Regions from separate parts of the Rattus norvegicus genome. Here region 1 is linked to region 2. A link is a contact called in public Hi-C data. All regions are on one chromosome and are shown on one strand. Each heading gives the region's core, a stretch centred on a gene start, on an enhancer-like site or on the middle of the called end of the contact. The rest is flanking DNA. Distances are from core to core; before and after follow the strand shown. Region 1 overlaps Niban1 (niban apoptosis regulator 1). Region 2 holds the start of Niban1 (niban apoptosis regulator 1).

The links. Hi-C and Micro-C count contacts between places; a contact is called where the count stands out from the background.
Region 1: a Hi-C map of psoas muscle shows a contact between it and region 2, with 2.4 times the contacts expected there. The contact joins the enhancer-like site here to the promoter of Niban1 in region 2. A contact is called at or near these places in 2 of 12 Hi-C or Micro-C datasets (Schwann cells and psoas muscle).

What each region holds. Positions count from the first base shown.
Region 1 is chr13:66,308,910-66,313,426 of GRCr8, forward strand. All of the region lies in intron 5 of Niban1 (niban apoptosis regulator 1), which reads left to right. Among named protein-coding and RNA genes, the nearest start is that of Niban1, 87 kb to the left of the region's middle. Within about 2 kb of position 2,997, at least 7 of the 93 cell types and tissues checked have an H3K27ac peak or open chromatin away from gene starts, as enhancers often do.
Region 2 is chr13:66,221,787-66,226,461 of GRCr8, forward strand. It overlaps Niban1 (niban apoptosis regulator 1), which reads left to right and starts at 2,433. Exons shown (of 14, transcript NM_022242.2): 1 at 2,433-2,518. The coding sequence starts at 2,464.

The DNA.
Region 1 (4,517 bases), core at 1,747-4,246, 88 kb after region 2:
ATAATTGCGAGCTGAGTAGCAACACAGATTATGGACCACTAGAGGAACTGAAGGAATTCTGTGAGCTAGAGAGCATGGATGAACAAGAGGAAATGAGGGAGGATGACGAGATAGACTGGATCCAGCTGGAAAGGGGCTTTATATTATAGATTAAGAATGTGGACCTCCCCCCAAGAATTGTAAGCCCGTAAGTGACAGGATCCTTGCTAACTATCAAGGGGGTCAAGGTGACTGCAGCACAAGTGGCATAGGTGGGAGGCTAACATTTTGTGGTGCCAGGAGGTCACAGGAAGTTTGGGCAGGAAACAACAGTTGGCTGTAGGCTGCACCAGGCAAGGGCATGAATTAATGACAAAAGTCATCATTAGAGAGGCATCATTCTTGCCCTGAATTATTTGGGGAGAAAAGAGAACATGGAATAAACACCATGGAGTAGACACTGCATGGGTGGTGATTCGGTAATAGATGTGAATGCTGGCAGCTTCCTTCAACAGTGCTGTGCTAGCCCGAAGGATGCTGCATTGACCTGGAGGACAGCCAGGACCTCCACTAAGCAAAGTGCCTGTGTTTATTCACATCATCGGGAATACTCAGGGAGAGGGGACTGTAGAATATCTGGGAAATATGAGGGCAATGGGTTGAAAACACCCAGAAGAACCCAGAGGATTTAGGCTAAGAGAACACAATGATATAACTCAGGCCACCCTTGTGACCTCCAAGGGCTTTGGTGGTGGTCGAGCCAGGCTGAATGTGACGTTATAAAGCAACTGCATTTTAGATTTGCTTCCTTTGTCAGTGTTGTATGCCCCAAGCTCTTATCTAGAACTCCCCTGTGAAATCAAACTCTTTTATTAGATTTGATTTTGACATTTCACATTTTTAGGTGTTCAATACACGTTGCTGAGTTAAATTGGATTTCAGAACAGAAAAAGACTTTACAATTCAAATGAGATGCAGCCAATCCCTTTGCTGTGTTTATTTCGGCATGGTGTTTTACATTTTCCAGCACTCTTGGTGCACATCTCGGGTTTATTTTCACTGACTTAATGTCTACGCACAGTCTAGAGATACCTACAGGGCAAGTTTATTGCTCGAGAGACTGTCTGGTCTGGGCACCAATCAATTCTAACTGAAAATACAGAGTGAGTTTTATTAGGTAATCAATGAGGACATACTTGTGAATTTGTGTCAGCCATGTTTATAAACAAACAGATCCAGGAGTTAGAAAATTCTAACTTATGCCTAATCATTTTTGGTCAGTGTACTTCAAATAAACAATATTGGGAGAAACCAAATTAGAAAACAATCAAACAAAACTTTTGGTGGGGGGTGTTGACACAGGGTGTCTCTGTGTAGCCCTGACTATCCTGGAACTTATTACATAGATCAGGCTGGCCTTGAACCTACAGAGATCCACTTTCCTCTGCCAGCCAAGTGCTAGGATTCAAGATGTGTGCCCACCACTTCCTGGCTTTCCCCCCCCCCTTAATTTTATGTGCATTGGTGTTTTGCCTGCATGTATGTCTGTGTGAGGGTGTCAGATCTTGGTTACAGTTATAAACTGCCATGTGGGTGCTGGGATTTGAACCTGGATCCTCTGGAAGATCAATCAGTGTTCTTAACTACTGAGCCATCTCTCCAGCCAAAACACAATTTTTACAAATAGCACTTTGAATGCTTTGACTTGCAATCACACAGCTGTGAACCTCCAAAACACAGACACAGACACAGACACAGACACACACATACACACACACACACACACACACACACACACACACACACACAGACACACACGCACCCATTACAAGCAGGGCACAAAGTGTTTGGTAACTACTCTTTCCTAAAAATAGGATGTCAGTGTCTTGGCTTAGGAGAGGTGCTCTTAAAGAAAAATCCCTCAAACTTGCTCTCTCTGCACAGACCCCCTCTCTCTGAGTTTTGCTTGTGTGTGTTGTATGGCGTGGTTAATAATCTATAATAGCAAATACTTCCCTTTATCCCCCTGTGAGTGACTCAGTCTGGAACAGTCACAAAGGTCCTCAGAGACTTGGAGTGTGTGGGTTTCTTGGTTAGTGGTGTTATTTGATCTGACCTTGCTATTCTGTCCACTGGTTAAATATGACCAGATCACTTAGCTTACATAGACCTGGAATATAAAGTGTTTGATAAGTGTAGATTGCATGCTGGTTAAATGTTATAGAGTTAGGATGTAACTGTACCCGATTTTATACAATTTAAATGTAAATGTCTTACTGTGCGCATCTCTGGAACACCGTGGATATCATTGATCTCAGACATGCCTTCATAAAGCTTCTGCTTTTGGTTCTAATTAAATTCATGTTCTCAAAGCAGCATGAGAGCTGGAAGGGGAAGGGAGGTCTCCCCCAGAAGCTAGAATACTCGAACTGTGCTGCTTGGGCATTCGAGGTCATTTCCCCAGCACAGGCTTGGGTTTCTTGGCCTCTGAAGCCTTGGTGCCTAAAGCCACTTTGCCAGGGAATTACATTTGAATACTTCTTGTCAAACAGTATCATTCCTGGGGCAGCAGCCACTCTTTCCCACTTCTGCTGAGCTAAAGAGTTATCTTGGCATGAAGGTCTAAAACAATGTCATTATAATAGTTAAGGCTTACCAATCAGACCAATAACACAAACAATTAACCAAGCAACGAATTGAAAGAGTTCATTTAAAGTCTTACACCATTAAGATTGGGTATATTCCAAAAATCAATGGATTTATTTTTTTATATTATTATTGCCTGTAGGAAAGTTTGAATAGTTTTCTATTTTTTTTTTTTTTAAACTTGTAGTTAGGACATGTTAAGACTGAAACTCACTCAGAGTGAGAGATTGTGTGGCGGCTGCCTCGTGTGGCAGTGTGGTGAGCATTATGAACGGATTCTATTTGGCATATGTTTCTTTTAGAAATCAGCGCTTAGGAGAACTTGGAGGAAGTCCTGGTACACTGTGGAATGCTGAGCTGTACATTCCTCGTCCCGTGCTGTGAATAGATTTGGAGGGTGAGGGAGGAAGAGCCCTGACCAGGAGCTGTGACTCCTCCTAGTAGTTGTTTAGAGGCTTTTATGTTAAATGTTGAGTATATGAAACAATGCGGTGACCTATTCAGCAGGTGTTAGGAGCATTGCGTTAACGCTGATGCCTCTAGCTGTCTTTTCTCCGTCCTTCCTCCCACCACAGGCCACCCTGGGTGGTTTAGTGCTGTTTTTCTCCATAGTAGCCTAATCTCATTTAGCGTGCTTTAAACCTTATCCACACAGCATCTGACCACGTCTTCTCCCATGATCTCTTTATTAATGTTCTGCGCTTGCATGATTGCTTGTACCAGCCACTGACGTTCTGTGCTAAAGCTAGTCCACTGTACTAATATGCTGTAATTTCTAAGACTCAGTTAGCTGTTGACAGGGACCTGGGGTGTTCCCATGTGTTTTTCAGAAAGCCACTGTGAGGACTTTCCAATAGTTCTTGTTTATAGGAGTTTGATTTTTATTTCGCTTATTGATATCTTAAGGAATTTTCCTCTCATCTATGTTCGTGAGGGTATTTGGTATGTAAGCTTCCAGTTGGTTAATGAGATTCTAAGGTCTGACTCTTAAGGTCATTTATGCTTTTACAAAATGGACCGGAGGGCTGGGCATGCGTATAACTTAGTCGTCGAGCATGAGGCCCTGGGTTAGATCCTGAACTAACCGTGCTCCCTAAAGAAAGTTAGAAAACATTCTTGCTCCTCTTGCCTCATTTTTTTTTTTTACAATAAAAAGTAGTTTAGGTAAGACTGGAATTGTTCACATTTAGTATCTGGTAAACCTTTTACATGAATGTATGTTAGCTTAACTCTCTTCTTAAAAAATAATAACTTATATTTCTTTGACAAGTTCATAGACGCATGTTCTGTATCTTGATAATATCTACCCTCGTCTCATCCTTCACCTTCTCCCAGGGTCCCCCCTATCCATTCCCCTCCCCAACTTCATGTCCTTATTTATTTTAATCCACTGAGTCCAATTAGTGTTGCCCATGTGGGCACAGTGTGACCTCACCCACTGCAGACTGTGCCATCTATCAGGTGTCGTCCCCACCCAACTCCAGAAAAGTAACTGCCCCTTCAGCAAACCATCAGCTAGCTGCTCACAGCTCCTCAGCCAGGGCTGGGGCCTTGGTGTAGTCCCTCTCAGGGCTCTTTCTGAGGAAAGATTTTAAGCCAGTGACTTACATTTATAAATTGTTTAGGACTACCGCACGGTTCTATTTCTTTTCACTACATATGGAATTCTGGAGCGGCTGTTGTCTTTCGGTCGTCACGGCGAAGACTGTCCTCTGCCGTCATCTAGCGTTCCTCAGTGAGGCAGAAGAAAACATTTGCTGTCAGTTTAATTGCTCTTTTGGGAATAATTTTATTTCAAAAACATTTTCTCAGCTGAGTGTGGAGGCTCACGCCCCAGCCCATGTGAATGTAGAGGCAGGAGGATCAAGAGTTCAAGGCCAGTCTCTGTTACA
Region 2 (4,675 bases), core at 1,183-3,682:
TAGATTGTGCAGACACAGGCTGGAAGGTAGTGTGCCCACAAGGTCTTGTCTGAGCCTCTGAACTGTGGGCCAAAGAATCACTAATTCTTGTAAGCCGATTAACCTCAGTATTTTTTTACAGTGAGGAAAGTCAGCTAGCCCAAGATGGGAGGGAGTTAGGCAACCTGGCCAGGTCACGTGACAGCCAGCGATTCGGGTCACGTGACAGCCAGTGGTTTAAAGCTGATAATAAACGTGTTAATCCTACTCCATACAAATCTTTCCACCTGTGACTGCCCAAAAGAGAGACGAGGGATAAATCAGACTAGACACATTTCTAAACTCCAACTATACTAGCGATGACAAACTAAAACTACTTTTGGCAGGATATCCCGATCCGTTTTCCTCAACAGCAAGAAGAGAATTCTGAGGTGCAACTACATCACTTTATGTAATGAAAGGAATTAGTACCGTTCAGAAAAAATATCCTGCAAGAGCCAGCCAGAAGATTTTAAAGTGATTTTATTTTATGTGCATCGGTGTTTTGCCAGAATGTCTGTCTACAATGTGCATGCAGTGCCACAGCAGGCCGGGAGAGGGAGATGGATCCGCTGACCCTGGAGTTACAAATGGTTGTGAGCTATCATGTGGGGACTGAGAATCAAACCTGGGCCATCTGGAAGAGTAACCCGTGCTCTGAACTGCTTACATCTCGCCAGCCCCAGCAGCTATAATACTGACGAGGAGTCTGACACTGGGCAGTATAAACCACTGAGTGGTTACCCAGAAGCACTCTGTATTCACTGAGACCTCGGTTTTTACTGAGTGCAGCCCTTAAACTTAAACTTTTTTGTTCGGTTTGTTTGTATATTTGTTGTTGTTTTGAGACACTGTTTCTCTGTATAGTCCTGGCTGTCCTGGAACCCATTCTGTAGTAGACCAGGCTGGCCTTGAACTCAGAGATCTGCCGGCCTCTGCCTCCTGAGTCCTGGGAGTAAATGGCTGGGTGGCTGGTGTTTAGGAAGGATTTGAAAGAAGTCTCTTTGAGATGTTAGCTTTCCTTTTTTTCTTCCATTCTTCCTTCCTTTCCTTTCTTTTCTTTTTTCTTTTTTTCTTTTTGATTCGGGTTTCATGTAGCCCAAGGTGGCCTCCCACTCCTCCTGCATTCACCCCCCAGAGTGCTGGAATTGCACTGACACACCTTGCTTGTGAGGTGTGGAGAAACAAACCCAGAGCTTCCGGACTGCTATGCCAGTACTCTGTTCACAAGCACAGAGATGTTAGCCTGTAAGAGTTGAGTGGACGAGGCAGCCAGAGAGTAAAAGTGAGCAAGTGGGTAAGTGGTTCTCCTTGGCGCAGGGGAGTGAGTGTCACTGGGACTGGAACCTAGAGAGCAGGGACAGGAACTCTGGTAATTGAGAGGGGGAAGTCCTCCATCCCTGAGGCTTTTTCTTTGAAGCCTGGAGACTGATTAGGCTGTTGCAAGGCTCAATGTGAGAAATGAGAAGAATGTAAGAATTTGATGGACATTGAGAGGATTTTATTGATGAACTGGTATGCAGAGTGTGAGAGACTCAATGTGTAAGCTATGAGAAGTATTTCTGTGGAAGTTCTGGTGACTTATCTTTAGAGGAAGGTGGGGAGAAGCCCTAAAGTCCTCTAAAGAGGACTTAAAAGCCTGGCTAAGTTGATAGGAATTGTTAAAATCTTGGCCACTATACAGAAAGAAATCGGGGTGAGCCCTCTGCCCAGGCTGTTGGTGCCTGGGGTTGCCAAGCTGAAGAGACAGTGTCCTTGCCTATTAGAAACCGTGTGGTAGGACGACTGGAACCTCAAGGTGTCAGGACAGACTTCCTGGAGTCTTAGGCAGGTTCAGACCTTAGAGTGTATCTTGGTGCTTTCTCTAGCTTCTCTATTTCTCTTCTCTGCTTCACCTTCACTTCCCTTCTCCCAAATCAAACTTCTTGGTTATAAGAAGGTTTGACTCTCCATGGTTCCTACACTTCCCTGCAAGGGAATTCCGGGGGATGGCAGTAGGGGTGGGGGTGATCTGTAGACAGGTGCTGGCAAACAGGAAGAGAAATGGGATCCTGACCTCCAGCTGGTGGGACTGTACCGGTCCAGCTGGGGGAAGTTTACAGCCACCTGGAAGAGAATCCTCCACCATGTGTCTGGGCTGTCCTGAAACTGGTGAAAAGTCAGCCTCGAGGAGGAGGAGGAAAGCCCTTTTACTCTGAGCTGTCCCTGGAGCTCCTAGGACAGCCCCCGTGGCTCAACGGCGCAGCGAGGGCGGGAAGACAGCCCCCGGGCCAGCCCACACATCTTCCGAGGGCGCGGGCTTGGAGGAGGCGCCCGGGCCGGCGACGCCTCTCAAGGAAGTTGGCCCTTTAATTACAGAGCCAGTTCCCTGTCACATCCACCTTCAGCTGCAAGCAGCAGGCGCAGTTGGTGTCAGTCCTCTGCCTCCGGTGCAGCACCGCGGCCATGGGCGGCTCAGCCTCCAGCCAACTGGATGAGGGCAAGTGCGCCTATATCCGAGGTACGGCGGCCAGGGTGGCAGGGTGGCGTAGAGCCAGGGCTAGCTTGATCACCTGCACACCGGTTTTCTGAGGGAGCACTGGCTAGCTGGTGCTACTGTTGGGCTCCTAGACGTGCGCTCGCCTCCGGGAGGGAAACCGGTGTCCTGTTTCAAGCGCGGCGGGGGGACAGGATGATGCTGGACCCGTCAGGAGGCACTGAGAGGCAGGTATTCTCAGGGTGGCAGGAGAGGACATTGTCAATTCCCCCACACCTCTTACCCTGTATCCCTCTAGCCTCAGGATCAGTTCTTTCGCTTCTGGGGAGATTTCTTGCTTGCTTGTTCTTGGCTCTGAGTAATTTCTAAAGGTGACCCTCAGAGGTTACTGGGGATATCCCCTCGAGTTTTGAGATTTCCTTAGTGGTAGTGGTGGGGAGTTCCTGGGCTATCAGAATTTCCCTCCGGGTCATATTGGCCTAGTTTTGTAAAGTGCAGTGCAGGCCACACCTTCTCCCGAACTTCACACCAATTGCAGGGCGATTTCATCAGAAGCAGAAAGGACGAAATCTTTATCTTTTCAGGTGGGATGGTTCCCTTCCTTCCCCACAGAGGGAGGAAAATGAAAGGGGAAGCTTGGCGTGTTTTGCAACAGTTGTTAAAATTATAGATGGGGAGAAACGTCTTCTTAGGAGATCTTGGCATACAGAATGGTTCAGTAAAGAGAAGCAGGCAGAAGAAACCAAAACTCTGCGGCACAGAAACTGCAGGAAGTCGTGACTCCTTATCTTTGGTTGTATTTGGCTCTTACCCCACCCACCCCAATCTTGCCCTCAGCCACAGACATTCCGCTAGTTGTGAATTTAGTGTCCCACTCCTGGTTTCCCAAGTACTTTTATCTTTCTTTCTTTCTTTTTTTCTTTTTTTCCGGAGTTGGGGACCAAACTCAGGGCCTTGCACTTGCTAGGTAAGCGGTCTACCACTGAGCTAAATCCCCAACCCCCCAAGTACTTTTAAAAGTATGTATTAAAGGAGGTCTACTGATTTCTTTGAGTTAATTTTGTATCAGTCACTTTGCAAAAATTATCAGCTGTAGGGGTTCTCTGGAAGAATTTTGGGAGTCACTTATTTATTTATACTATCATATCATCCGAATATATCGATACTTTGACGTCTTCCTTTCCGATTTGTATCCACTTGACCTCCTTATTGCTCTGGCTAGAGCTTGAAGTACTATAAAGAATAAATAGGGAGACAGTGGGCAGCCCACACATTGTTATGCTTGCAAACTGGAGTTTGGCATGGTTGTCCTCTTAGAGGCTCCACCCAGCATCTGACTGAGGCAGATGCAGATACCCACAGCCAAACAGTGAATGGAACTTGAGAACTCTTATGGAAGAATAGGAGGAAGGATTGAGGCCATGAAGGGGATAGGAACTCCACAGGAAGACCAACAGACTAACCTGGACCCTTAGGGTTCTCCAAGACTGAACCACCAGCCAAAGAGCATACACAGTCTGGACCTAGGCCTCTCTGCACATAGCTAGCAGATGTGTAATTTGGTTTCCATGTGGGTCCCGAACAACTGAAGGAGGACTATTCCGAAAACTATCCAGGGAATAAGTTCTTCTAGCTGGGCTGCCTTGTCTGGCTTCAGTGGGAGAGGATGTGCCTAGCCTCGAAGAGACTTTATGTGCCAGGGTTGGGGATACCCAGGGGGGCCTCCACCTGCTCAGAGGAGAAGGGGGAGGGGGTTGTGGGAAAGAATTACAGGAGGGGGATGACTGGGATGGGGGCAGTGAACTGGATGTAAGGTGAATTTAAAAAAGTATGTATTAAGCTCCAAGTTTTACTGTAACTCTTTAGAAGAAACAGTTAAAATTTTCCTGATGCTCCTTTCTGGACCACGAGATGATGTTTAAAAGGAATACATTTATCTGTTTCTTAAGTCCATACTTGTTGTCAGTCACAGCATTTCAAAACATTTTTAAAGGATGCCATATGAAGGCAGATTAAAGGCAGGGCTATAATTGCTTTTCCAGATTCTTGCTTCTGCTCACTTCAAGACAGGGAGTCATCAATGTTAGGGGATAAACGAAGTCACTTGTCCCTCAGTGGTGGTCTTGGCCCTCTGCACAAGGGAGAAAAGATGGATGTTATTTTACTTAAAGACTTAGCCCG